Regions from separate parts of the Sus scrofa genome. Here regions 1, 3 and 4 are each linked to region 2. A link is a contact called in public Hi-C data. All regions are on one chromosome and are shown on one strand. Each heading gives the region's core, a stretch centred on a gene start, on an enhancer-like site or on the middle of the called end of the contact. The rest is flanking DNA. Distances are from core to core; before and after follow the strand shown.

What was found. Hi-C and Micro-C count contacts between places; a contact is called where the count stands out from the background.
Region 1: a contact with region 2 is called in a Hi-C map of embryonic fibroblasts, with 2.5 times the contacts expected there. The contact joins the promoter of STIM2 here to the enhancer-like site in region 2. A contact is called at or near these places in 1 of 5 promoter capture datasets (liver) and 3 of 47 Hi-C or Micro-C datasets (embryonic fibroblasts, heart right ventricle and liver).
Region 3: a Hi-C map of embryonic fibroblasts shows a contact between it and region 2, with 2.8 times the contacts expected there. The contact joins two enhancer-like sites. A contact is called at or near these places in 10 of 47 Hi-C or Micro-C datasets (alveolar macrophages, brain, embryonic fibroblasts and 5 more) and 2 of 2 datasets of contacts at active chromatin or transcription factors (alveolar macrophages and skeletal muscle).
Region 4: a contact with region 2 is called in a Hi-C map of embryonic fibroblasts, with 2.3 times the contacts expected there. The contact joins the promoter of SMIM20 here to the enhancer-like site in region 2. A contact is called at or near these places in 7 of 47 Hi-C or Micro-C datasets (embryonic fibroblasts, heart right ventricle, liver and 1 more) and 2 of 2 datasets of contacts at active chromatin or transcription factors (alveolar macrophages and skeletal muscle).

What each region holds. Positions count from the first base shown.
Region 1 is chr8:20,455,006-20,458,111 of Sscrofa11.1, forward strand. STIM2 (stromal interaction molecule 2) reads left to right here and starts at 1,338. Exons shown (of 15, transcript XM_003128897.6): 1 at 1,338-1,978. The coding sequence starts at 1,558.
Region 2 is chr8:20,067,723-20,070,899 of Sscrofa11.1, forward strand. The region is part of intron 1 of RBPJ (recombining binding protein suppressor of hairless); the gene reads left to right. Among named protein-coding and RNA genes, the nearest start is that of CCKAR, 130 kb to the right of the region's middle. Within about 2 kb of position 1,344, at least 4 of the 83 cell types and tissues checked have an H3K27ac peak or open chromatin away from gene starts, as enhancers often do. A contact at or near this core is called in embryonic fibroblasts, where this site is marked.
Region 3 is chr8:19,750,169-19,753,171 of Sscrofa11.1, forward strand. No RefSeq gene overlaps it. Among named protein-coding and RNA genes, the nearest start is that of SMIM20, 51 kb to the left of the region's middle. Within about 2 kb of position 1,578, at least 18 of the 83 cell types and tissues checked have an H3K27ac peak or open chromatin away from gene starts, as enhancers often do. A contact at or near this core is called in embryonic fibroblasts, where this site is marked.
Region 4 is chr8:19,699,454-19,702,295 of Sscrofa11.1, forward strand. SMIM20 (small integral membrane protein 20) reads left to right here and starts at 1,569. Exons shown (of 3, transcript XM_003356880.4): 1 at 1,569-1,814. The coding sequence starts at 1,706.

The DNA.
Region 1 (3,106 bases), core at 88-2,587, 390 kb after region 2:
TTATGGTGGCCAGGCTTCCTAGGAAGTTCTTTGGGAAATTGTGTAATTTGTGTATCTTCTTGGCTTGAGAACAAGCAAGCCAAAACCCAAATCCAACAACAGAAACCCAGTACCAAACGGGTATGGTATAGGGTTCTTAAGGACCTTTGTGCTTAAGAACCCTATATGCAAAAAATTTTTTTAAGAACAACACTCACAGCATATGGAAGTTCCCAGGCTAGGGGTCAATTGTGTTGGAGCACTGAGAAATGCCACAGCCACAGAAATACCCAATCCAGGGGGCAGGTGTCTGCGACCCACACCGCAGGTTCCTGGCATCACTGGATCCTTAACCCACTGATTGAGGCCAGTGATTGAACCCACAATCTCATGGATACTAGTGGGGTTCATTACCACTGAGCCACAACGGGAAATCCCTTATATGCACATCCTAAGTTTGTATCCCTGGAGAGAGAATGTGTGTGTGTGTGTGTGTGTGTGTGTGTGTGTCGCCAGGTGAAGTCTGAAACACCATTTTTCTGTCAACCTATTCAGCTGACAGCAGACTCCAAGGGGTGGGATGCGGTTAGGGAGGTGATGAGTTCAGGTAAGGTTTGACCATAGGAGAGTCAGAGGCTAGAGCAAATCCTGTTCAGTGGTGCGAATCTGACCGTGTCTCCCATTTGTTAGCTGCGGAAACTGGGGTAACAACATTTCTCGGCCTTAGTTTCCATTCCTTGTAAAATGGGGATGAAAACAACGAAACCACCACCTAACTTTTAGAATTACAACGTGTAAATTTGTAAAACGCTTAGGACCTCGCCTGGAATACTGACACGTAGCAGGAGTTTTAAGTATTGGACAAGTAAATAAAACGCTCGCTCTGCTAACCTCCGTTTCCACATTGCTAGCCTCTTTTAAGCCCCACCTATACCGAAATTCTGGAGACGCCAACGTTTCCGATTACAAGGTTTTCGGATCCATGCAATTATTTTTGCTGCCGTCTGCATGGCTAAAACTTGCCCAAAGGATTTCGGATGTTCTTATGCTTCTCTCCGCCCACTTCGTTCCCGCTTGCCCTCCCCGCCGCCTCTGTCGCAGTGGGGGCATGGGTCCGGGAGGGGGTATGCTCATCTTCCCCCCCATCCCCTTCCTTCTGTTTAGCGAAACCCTTAGAAACAACCCCGCGGCTCTCGAGTCCTCCCCGGAACGCCCCCGGGGGCGGGGCTCGGGCGTCGCGCAGGCCCAGTGCAGCGGCGCTGCGCCTGCGCTGTGGAGGGGCTGAAGGAGGCGGGGGATTGGTATGCGAGCGAATGTGTGAGGGGAGGAGGTGTCCGGGCCGAGCGTGGTACTACGACGGGCGCGGGCCGGAGGGGGCGGGGGGATGCGCCGCGGCGGCGGCGGCTGTGGCGGCGGCGGCGGCGCGGGCGCTGGGACTGGTGTTCCGAGGCGCCAGAGCAGCGGATCCCGGTCTCGCTGCCGCAGCAGCGGGGGTGCCGCGCGCGGCCTGAAGACGCCGTACCTTTTTGATCCTCACCCCCCCCCCTTTTTTTTTTTTTTTAAAAATAACCGGAACCAATGAACGTAGCTGGGACCCAAGATCTGGAGGCCGCCGGTGCGGACGGGACCAGGCTGGCGCCCTGCGGGAGCTGGCGTCTTAGGCGGCGGGGGCGGCCCGAGGAGTCGCAGGCGACGGCGGCGGCGGCACCTCGCGGAGCGGAGTGGCCCGTGGCCGGGGCGCCGCCGCGCTTTCCCCCCGCTCCTCCTCCGCGTCCTCATCCCGCCACGACGCCCGGCCCGGCCTCGAGCTGGCTGCTGCTGCTGCTGCTGCGGCGGCGCTGGGCTGCGCTGCTGGTGCTCGGGCTGCTGGTGGCCGGCGCGGCGGACGGATGCGAGCTGGTGCCCAGGCACCTTCGCCGGCGGCGGGCGGCTGGCTCTGCCGGGGCGGCCGCCTCCTCTCCCGCCGCGGCGGCGGGCGACAGCCCGGCGCTCATGACAGGTGAGGGCCCAGAGGGTGGCGGGTGGGGCTCGGCAGGACGCTGCGGGACCCCCCGTCTCCGGGAGCGGCCAGCGCCTCTGCCAGGTGCCTGTTATTCGACGGCCCTGGCCAGTAAGCGATGCCCAGCCGGGTGCCCAGACGCTGGCGTCCTGGCCGCTGCTTCGTCGCGATCCCCTGCACTCCGGACGCCTTCCCTCTTCCCCCACTGACTCCCCGCCCTCGGCAGAGCCTCTCGAAGGCACCCACTTAGGTCTGCTCCTCGGTGTTCCACGCTGAGCAATGCGGTGGTTTCTCTTCCGTGCCGCAGAAGAGCCAGCAGGGTCTGCAGAGCAGGGTACTGGGCTGTGTGTTTTTTGTTGTTGTTTTGTTTTTCTTTTGGAGACTGCTTGAAAAAGTCAGCAGCAGCAGCAATGCGGTATTGAGTCTGCCTCTGGTGTTGCTTTTGCAAAGGCAGCTGGCAGCGAGTCTCACCGGTTCAGAGCCCCACTGAGCACAGTATCCCAGGGGAGTCTGCTAGAGAGGATTCTTTGAGAGCCATAATACCTAGCAGTATTAGTGGTCCCTAATTAGTATGCAGAAACCTCTAAGTCTAATGTGTATTTTTTGAGAGGTGAGAGGAAGACTTTTTCAGTGATGGATAGTATTTGCTAGTGGGAGCATCACCGGGTGACAAAGGGTGCAGAAAGCTCAGCAGGTAACCAGGAGTATACCTACAATTTACTTGGTGCAGAATGTTCAGTGCTTGTATTCGAGCAGCACAGTTCTGATACACTGCATCAGCACCTTTTAAAAAATATGGAACATTCTTGAAATTATTGAAAACTTGCGAACACGTGTGGTAAAGTTAGGTAGCCGACTGAATCCTTTTAAAGCTTTCCCTTGTCCTGTACAGTTGGTAGGTTGTGGTTTAAGTAATGTAAGGATCTTGAAATGGGTTTCTTTTACGAAAGTAGTGGAGTGAAAGTAAGCTTTGGGGTTGTACTTTGTTTTTAAAAGTAATCTGTAGATTTTACATAATTGCAGAACTAAAAAGGAAAAGTAAATGACACAAGATGACCCATCATTCATTTATCAAAAGTGGTAGTCCAGCGGACGTTTGAAAGTTACCAACAGCTGCTGTGAGCGGTG
Region 2 (3,177 bases), core at 94-2,593:
TCCTTCATTTGCAAGGTAATTTTCCTTAGTTCTGTGGGTTATTGTGAGGATTACAAGCAAGAAAACATTTTGGGATGTCTGGCACATACCAAGTACTCAAAAAATGTTAGCTGGCATGGCATATGGGGTCCTCTATAACTATTTCATTTACCTTTTCCCCAGCTGAACTGTTTGCCTTTCTCTCATTTCATATTCAATTCTTCAGCTCTATTCTTCAGCTCTATTTAAGAACTTGGAAGTTCCTTGCTTGGGCTCAGCAGTTTAAGGTATTCCTGTGCTTGAAGCATGCTGGTGTTAGTAGGTTATTATTTCAAGATATCCATCTGAGGATATTCTGACCAGATCCACCAGGCTGGATTCAGCGCCCCTCCCTTGTGTCCTAAAAGGACACCTCACTTGGAAGTGTCATACTGAGTCGTAACAAAAGGCAATTGGTTACCTTATGACAGGTAACATTAAAAAAATTATTTGTATTTTCTTATACTCTAAAGAGTGTCTAGAACATGATAAGGACTCAGTAAAAGGTTTTTTGAACAAAGGACTCGGAATCCTTTGAAACTTTGATGCAAACATGATTCGTATGAGCCGAATTTGATGTGTACATATGTTGATTATATAAATAGGGAATCTATTGCTGAAGTACACAAAGGAATTGATATTTTCGGCTATAGGCAGTCTCTAGCCCCGAGAACATTGTAGTAAAACTCTTAGATAAAAGATGTTTTTGGATTATTAGAAAATACTGTATTGTTTGTACAAACCGACAAGCTTAAATATTGCATTTTGGTTTTTGTATAGTTGACTATTCATTGTTTTTCAAAAGTTTCCATTATTTTTAAATGTTTCAAATACTTATTAAGTGCAAAAGGACGTACGTTAAATCTTACAACACTATAAACTGCTTTTTGGGGGGATCACACCATTGCTATATAATCTTCCGGAACACTCAGGTTTTGCGGACAGATTACTTACAGACAATTTTTCCAAGTTTTAGGTTCTTTTTCTGTAAAGTAAGAATGCTGCTTTTGTTGTGTTTATCTGACAGGCACACTGTGATTATCAATCAAGTAAGGTGAAATATGTGAAATGATAAAGGTCAAAATGAAACAATGTATACATAAGCGATTTGTAAGTAATAAAACCCTCTATACAAATACTTTAATTGTAATAATCAGTTTCTCCTGGTAACCTTTCACAGGCAGGGTTCAAGATGGGCTTTTTTATATTGCAACCTGTGGTTTGTGGGTCATGTTTTAGGAAGGCAGCGGTGTATTTAGTGCAGAGGACCACAGCCCTTGAAATATGTGCCTTGGCATTTTGAGCAGACATATTTGGTAAATTACTGCTTGACCACGGATGTTGTCATTGAGTCACCCCCAACTTTTTGGGATCTGCTTCTTATTGCTCTCTTCTCTGCCGGGACAGCCATAGTGATGTAGGAATGTTGAGTGCCCAGCTGCTACCATCTCTCAGACATCCTGCCCAGAGTTCTGGATGCCCCTTAGGCCTGGCACAGCATTGTGATGTTGCTGATGCCTCATTAGGCCTGCTTCTGCTTCAGGGAGTGAAATGATATCCTAATGGTGTGAAAAGGGTAAGGCATTTCCTGAACATAACTTAGTGCTGGGGAAAGCAACCATTGGAGGCACTCTGGCTTGGTTTGTATAATTGGTAGTAATTACTTATCTGTATAAATATTTGTAGGTTTGTTGTGTTGGGACAATGCAGAGTGATAAGCATGACAGCGTTTCAGTCAGATTGGTAAGATCATGGCAGTTTTGGGAATATTTGAACTATTTTACCTTAACAAAAAGATGGAAACCACTGCTTCTCAGGTATCCTGAGTTGCAGAAGCCTTCCAGTGAAATGCTGCACTGGTTGGATGTGAGATGAAGTACACTAGAAAACCAAGTTTACCCTTTAAAATCACCCTCCCACTTTCTTTTCTTTTTTTGTTTGTTTGTTTGTTTTTTGTCTTTTTGCCTTTTGTAGGGCTGCTCCCGCAGCATATGGAGGTTCCCAGGCTAGGGGTCCAATCGGAGCTGTAGCCGCCAGCCTGCACTAGAGCCACAGCAACGCGGGATCTGAGCCGAGCCGTGTCTGCAACCCACACCACAGCTCATGGCAACGCCAGATCCTTAACCCACTGAGCAAGGCCAGGGATCGAACCTGAAACCTCCTAGTCAGATTCATTAACCACTGAGCCACAACGGGGACTCTCCACATGCTTTTCTGTATTCAATATTTTTAACTTAGCCTTAGAGCTAATTTTTTTGTGAATTTGTTAACTAGATGATAGAGTGGTAAGTGAATAAGAAGAGTTTCTCATAAAAAGTTTATATAACCAGGAAAAATGTTTGTCACTTTATGAAACCCTGTTATTTTTTATTAGTGTGGTAAAGATTGTGTTATATAACTGTAGTATTAGTTGCCTTATAAAATAGAGAACCAGTGTTAATGGATTTTTTCTTTATTATTATAAACACCTTTTTTTTTTTTTGGCCTGTGAAGTTCCCAGGCCAGCGATCTGATCTGAGCCTCACTTGCTACCTACACTGCAGCTGCAGCAATGCCGGATCCTTAACCTGTCCCAAACAGAGTTATAAATGATATATTGACACATTATCATCTCCTTAAGTCCATAGTTTACGTTAGGGTTCACTCTTGGGGTACATTCTGTGGGTTTAGGCAAATGTATACTGTATCTCCAAATGTATCTACCATTGTAGAATACAGAGTACTTTCATTGCCCTTAAAAAAGCCTCTGGGCTCTGCCTGTCCTGTCCGTGGCATCCTCCTCCCTTACCCCTGGCAACCACTGAAGTATTTATTTTCTCCATAGTTTCCAGCATACTTTTTCAAATCATTTAACTTTTGGTTTGAGTATGAGAAAATTTTTTCATGCAAAAAATTATGTAGTTCTCTACAAGGCTCCTGGTTTGTACACCAGCTGGAGAAAATAGAAACATTGAGGTCCCCAGACGTGAAGGGATGGTTAAGGGAAATGAAGGGTATAACCATGCTTTAGTGATTCTCCTTTCTAATTGTTATAATAATGTTATATTTGTTAAAGAATGTTATTGAGCACTTAGTAGGTATAAGAGTTGTATACTGGCCTTATAAAGATGGCTAAAAAATGGTTCAGCAAAGCTCATGATTTAGTGGAAAGTACACAGG
Region 3 (3,003 bases), core at 328-2,827, 320 kb before region 2:
CCTTAACCCACTGAGCGAGGCCAGGGATTGAACCCGCAACCTCATGGATATTAGTCAGGTTCATTACTGCTGAGCCAAATGGGAACTCCTGTTTTGCTTTTCTTCTTACTGCTGCACCTGTGGCATATGGACATTCCCACCCGGGGGTGGAATCCGAGCTGCACCTGCAGCCTGTGCCACAGCCTCAGCCACCCTGAATCTGAGCTGCATCTGCGACCTCCGCTGCAGCTTGCAGCAACACAGGATCCTTAACCCCGCTAGCGAGGCCAGGAATCAAACCCGTATCCTCCCAGAGACAATGTCCAGACTTTAACCTGCTGAACCACAAGGGGTGCTCCTGACACTGGTTGTTTGATGCATCCCTAGGCTAATTGACATGTACTTTATTAAGATTAAAAACAAACTGGAAGAGGGACATGATAGGATTAAACTGAGGGATGGAAGTTACATCAATAACAGCTAATTATTGAGACCTGCTGTATGTCAGCCTCCCTTCTAAGTGCCTTCTGTGCGCTATGCGGTTGAATCTAGGACAGTTGCAGGAGGAAGGCTCGATCCTTCTCATCGTCATTCTCACCATCCCCCGGATAAGGAAGCCCAGGCACTGAATGAATATAAAACCATCATGTAACCACGAAGGACATGGTGAGAACCATTGTGACCCCGAGTTAACTGACAGGTGAGTAATTTGCTCAAGGGCAAATTCAAAGGGAGAGATGGGATTAGACGGTGGCCCAGGGCCCGCGTCTCTAACCATCTGACTGCACTGCCTGTCTGTAAACATGGAGCACAGCTCAGCCAAGCAGATCTTCCTTACAGGTTACTACCTACTGTAGAAAGAAGGTTCTAACAGAGGTATTCAGAGAGGCATGGGCTAGAGACATTTAAAAATAGACAGGGGCAGTGTTCCTGGCTGTGGCGCAGCGGTTAACAAATCCGACTAGGAACCATGAAGTTGCGGGTTCGATCCCTGGCCTTGCTCAGTGCATTAAGGATCTGGCGTTGCATTGAGCTGCGGTGTAGGTTGCTCGCTAGGATCTGGCGTTGCTGTGGCTCTGGCATAGGCTGGTGGCTACAGCTCCGATTCAACCCCTAGCCTGGCAACCTCCAGATGCCGCAGGAAGTGGCCCTAGAAAAGGCAAAAAGGCAAAAATACATAAATACATAAATAAAAATAAAAATAAAAATAGGCAGGGGGGCCCTTCATAGAGGGATCTGGGCATTGCTGAGCTGGATTAAATAACAACAATCCTAATAGCAAGACTTGGGGCTCTCTCAGTCGTTGTGACGCATGAGGCGCTGTGCTAAGGTCTTTACCAGCATCTTTAGAGCCCAGGATGTTGGTCCCTGGTCCTCATTTCTCAGGAGAGAAGCCCAGAGTCCCCGAACTTGGAGTTGTCACTGCCCAGAGCCAAGGAGGTAGACACGAACCCAAACCTGCCTGCCCCCCAAGCCCTTGCTTCCAACAGCCCTACAATACGGACTGACTTGGAAGGTCTCTCCCACCCCCGGGACTGTAACTCTAAATCTCCAGGGGGAAATGACTCTGCCTCCGCCCCTGTGATTTCATCTCAGCCTGTGTTGATATTTTTACCGAGAGCTTGGAGACCGCTAGGGCCCGGGGATCTGTTCCCCATCTTGAATCAGAGTTCTGGAATGTTGGCCCAAACCCCGGCCAGATCGTTCTGATTCTTTCTCCTTCGTATTTTACAATCTGGGTTTCCGGTAACCGCTGGTGAAGACCCGTGCTTCCGATTTCATCCTCATTTAAACAGAGGGCCTCGTGAGCGCAGGCAGGAGGTCCAAAAACGCTGGAGAACTCTCACTTTGTCTGAGCCAGGCTCTCTGTGGCAGCCCCTGTCCCCTGTCCTCGCAGCCCAAGGCCTGGGTTGAATGGGCTCGGGTGTCGGATGAAACTTCCGCTTCCTCCACTTTTCTCTCTCTGCTTCTAAACCAGCTCCCAGGGATTCCATCATCTGGATGCAGGTACCAGCAAATCCCTAAGGTTCGGCTCCTAGAAAACAAGTACCAGGACCCAGATCTGGTTCCCATCTAGATACTCAGCTCTTCCAAAGACCTATTGGGTCACTGGTGTTAGTTTCCCGTGGCTGCTCTCACAAAGTACCGCCAGCTTGGTGACTTAAAATAACGAAATGTTATTTCTCACAAGTTCTGGAGGCTCAAATCCAGAATCAAGGTGTCAGCAAGGCCATGCTCTCTCTGAAGGTTCCAGGGGAGAATGGGTTCCATGTCTTCCTTTTAGCTTCTGATGGCAATCCTTGGTGTCCCCTGGCTTGTAGACATGTCGCTTCACATGGGGTTCATGCTGTTAGTCTCTGTCTGTATGTCTGTATCCTTTTTTTTTTTTTTTTTGTCTTTTTAGGGCTGCACCCAGGGCACATGGAAGTTCCCAGGCTAGGGGTCGAAGCAGAGCTACGGCTGCCAGCCTACGCCACAGCCACAGCCACAGGGGATCTGAGCTGCATCTGCCACCTATACCACAGCTCACGGCAATACCTGATCCTTAACCCTCTGAGTGAGGTCAGGGATAGAACCTGCAGCCTCACGGATACTAGTTGGGTTTGTTTCCACTGAGCCACAGTGGGAACTCCCTCCTCTTTTTTTTTAAACTTTTAAATTTTTTACGAAGGTATAGTTGATTTACAGGGTTTTGCCAACTTCTGCTGTTGTCTCCTCTTTTTACGTGGACATCGGTCGTCTGGGATTAGGTAGGTCCACCCCCCATCTCAAGTTGATCTTAACACCTGCCAAGACCCTATTTCCAAATATAGTCACATTTGCAGGTACCAGAACTGAGTCTTTCAGCCCATCTTTGGTAGGGACACGATTCAACCTACAACATCACGCAAAGCTCAGTCGGTGAAGACCCTCCTAGGGGCCCTTAGGCAGCGTTTCCTGGGTGCAGACTCTGCTCCCTGTGTAAACCTCACCTGGACTCTGTGAGACAGCTTCTGTTACTCCCTCCACCTTACAGATGAGGAA
Region 4 (2,842 bases), core at 319-2,818, 370 kb before region 2:
GTTTTCTTCACAGATTGAGAATGGGAGAGGAGTGGTTTGCCAAAAGATAGTTGGGGTATTATTAATAGAAAAAGAAGTGGATGCTGGGAGGCTAAAATGACAAATGTGCAGTATACCTGAGTTTTTACATCACATGATATAAAGCAGGCATCGCAGCTTCCCTCTTTGCTATAAAGTCTTCTATCCTCACCCTAACAAGCTCCTGTAAGCACCCGAGGAGCAGTTATCTCACCTACAGTCATCTGTCTTCCTCCTCTGAACTTCTGCAGCCCCCAAGACTCCATCACTCATCAGCAACAGGCTGTGTCGGGTCATTAGCTGTCTTTTTATGTATATGTCCTGTCCCTCCATCCACATGACAGGATCCTGGAGAGCAAGGGTCATGTCTTATTCATCTTTGTGTCCCCCGTGGCACTTTGCCTGATGTTTGGGGCACAGCGGACAGTCCATAAATCTGCTGACAGATTGAATACCTGATTTATATGCTTCTGGAACCACAGAGGTACATAGTAGCTTGACTCAACTACAAAACTACAAAGAAAAGAGGAAACCTGTGACCTCCACACCATTTCCGAAAGATCGTAAATCTTTTCTGCACTAAATAATGATGCTGGGGTCAAGATTTGTTCCCCAGCCCCCAGCTGCTGGTATCATTCTTATTTAAAAACGATTGAGTGAAAGCCCAGGGAATCTTAGTCTCAGCTGTCCAGTACCGCTGGGTGGGTCATATACTGACACAGCCCCCCCCCAGAAACATGAAGGATGGCAATCACAGGAAGAGGAAGCAGATCTGTCCTCAGTGGCTTCCACCCCAGGCAACAAGGCAGAGCCCCAAGGTCCCATTAGTAGAACTGGCTGCTGGCTCCCTGCCCTGCACGGATCTCTATTCCCCATCCTCATTCGTAATCCTGACATCCAACAAAGGGAAGAGGGAGAGAGGAGAGCATGGAAGATCAGAGTCAGAAAAGATTTACTTGTAGTTTGGATGTTGCAATAATATTCCTCCCAAGCTAGCCTTGGTTCAGAAGCCCCTGCTGGCCATCCAGGGTCAGGCGATTTGCATTTGTCTCTAATCCCCTCAAACCGCCCTTAAGGCCAAGCAACTTGTTTAAATCATGCAGCCAAGACAGGATTTCCTCATCTGTAAAAGATATGTGGATTAAATCAATGAGCCCTAGAGAGCATCCACCTCTTGGTGGAGTCATGAAAATCAAACCAGTGGTGGAAGAAGGAAGTTTGGTTGGTAAAGGAGGGAGTGGTAACGAGGTCAGAAGAGTGTGGGTGGAGCGGCTGAGAGGTGAACCCGGTTTAGGGCAGGGGGCGGAACTGAGATCAAGAGCAATAAAAGCTCCACTCTCCATTCTCCCAGCTGGCGCTCGCCCTCCGGAGCCAGGCAGCCAGGCGCTGCCAGGCACCGCCCGGAGGCGGTGCGTGGGGTTACACGCCTCGCCCCTTCCTCCCCTAGTCCCACCCCCGCCCCAGCCCCACCCCCTGCCCTAGCCCCACCCAGTCCTAAGCCCCGCCTTCGGTGCCACCCTTGACCCAACCTCTTCCCGCCCCTGTTCCGCCTCCTAGCCCCGCCCACAAGGCCCGGAAGCAAAAGCCGTTTCTCCACTTCCCAGCCGGGTCACGACCCAGCGGGCAGGAGCCAGGATTGCGAGAGCTCGGTGTCCTCAGCGGGTCAGCGAAGGCCCGGTTCAGAGCCATGTCCACGAATCTGCGCACCGCGCTCATTTTTGGTGGCTTCATCACCCTGATCGGCGCCGCCTTCTACCCCATCTACTTCCGGCCCCTAATGCGGCTGGAGGAGTACCGTGAGTGACCTCTGACCACCACGCGGTGCCCTGGTCCCAGTGACTCCCTCTCTTTCCCCATCCTCTCCACGTGGGGCCTTGGGCAGAGCTTGGCTCGCGAGTCAGGGAGACCTGGGTTCGAATCCTTTGTGTGCAGCTTTGTGACCGTGGACAAGTGACTCCACCTCTTGGGCCCTCACTATCTTCATCAGTAGTTATGTGTTTCTGTAGTATCTTAAAATAAAACCGTCTAGCCTCTGCTGAGACTCAAAGGCAGTCTGCACGTCGTAGGTCAACACTAAATACGAGTTAATATTCATAGCTAACATTCACTGCAGGCTTCTATGTCTCGTTAATGCACATAGGATCTTTTAATTTACACCTTTTTTTGAGGTACATGTTGCTGTCTTACAGACGGGGAAACTGAGACTCAGGTTGTGTAACATGCCCAAAGTCACACAGCTGTTAGCGGCAAGACACGTATTCCAACCCAGGCCTCTGTCTCCAGAATTTCTTCCTTGTACTGAAGCTGGGAAGGTGATATTGGGGGAGGGAGGTGGGCCCTAATTGTCCTGAACTTGCAGATGTGTTTATTGCACTTCATTTCCGCTCCCAAAGATGTCTTTGATCAGAAATGTCTCAGAGCTAAACTGTTAACCTGAGGTTTTGGGTTTTTCCTCTTCTTTCTCCTCAAATCTTCCTTCAGATTCTGCTATCTTCCTTCATTTTAAGCTGGTTACTCACATGACAATGGTGAATATCCTGGGAGTAATTTTCTTCCTTAATCATTCCAGTCCTATCATTCTAAAAGCCACACTCCCCTTCCTTGAGACCTATACCTCAGCAAGGATTAGCACTTTGATACATCTGAAACCATCTGTCAGAGAGAAAATATTAGGCATTAGAGGCTCATTTTGTTCTCCAGGAAACCTGAATCATCTAGAAGATGGAAAAGGGCCAACCTTGCCCCTTGAGAATATCAGTGGAGGCTGTGAGCTTGGTGATTTGAAGGCAAAAGTGCTGTATAAATGCTCTGACCATTACAAATG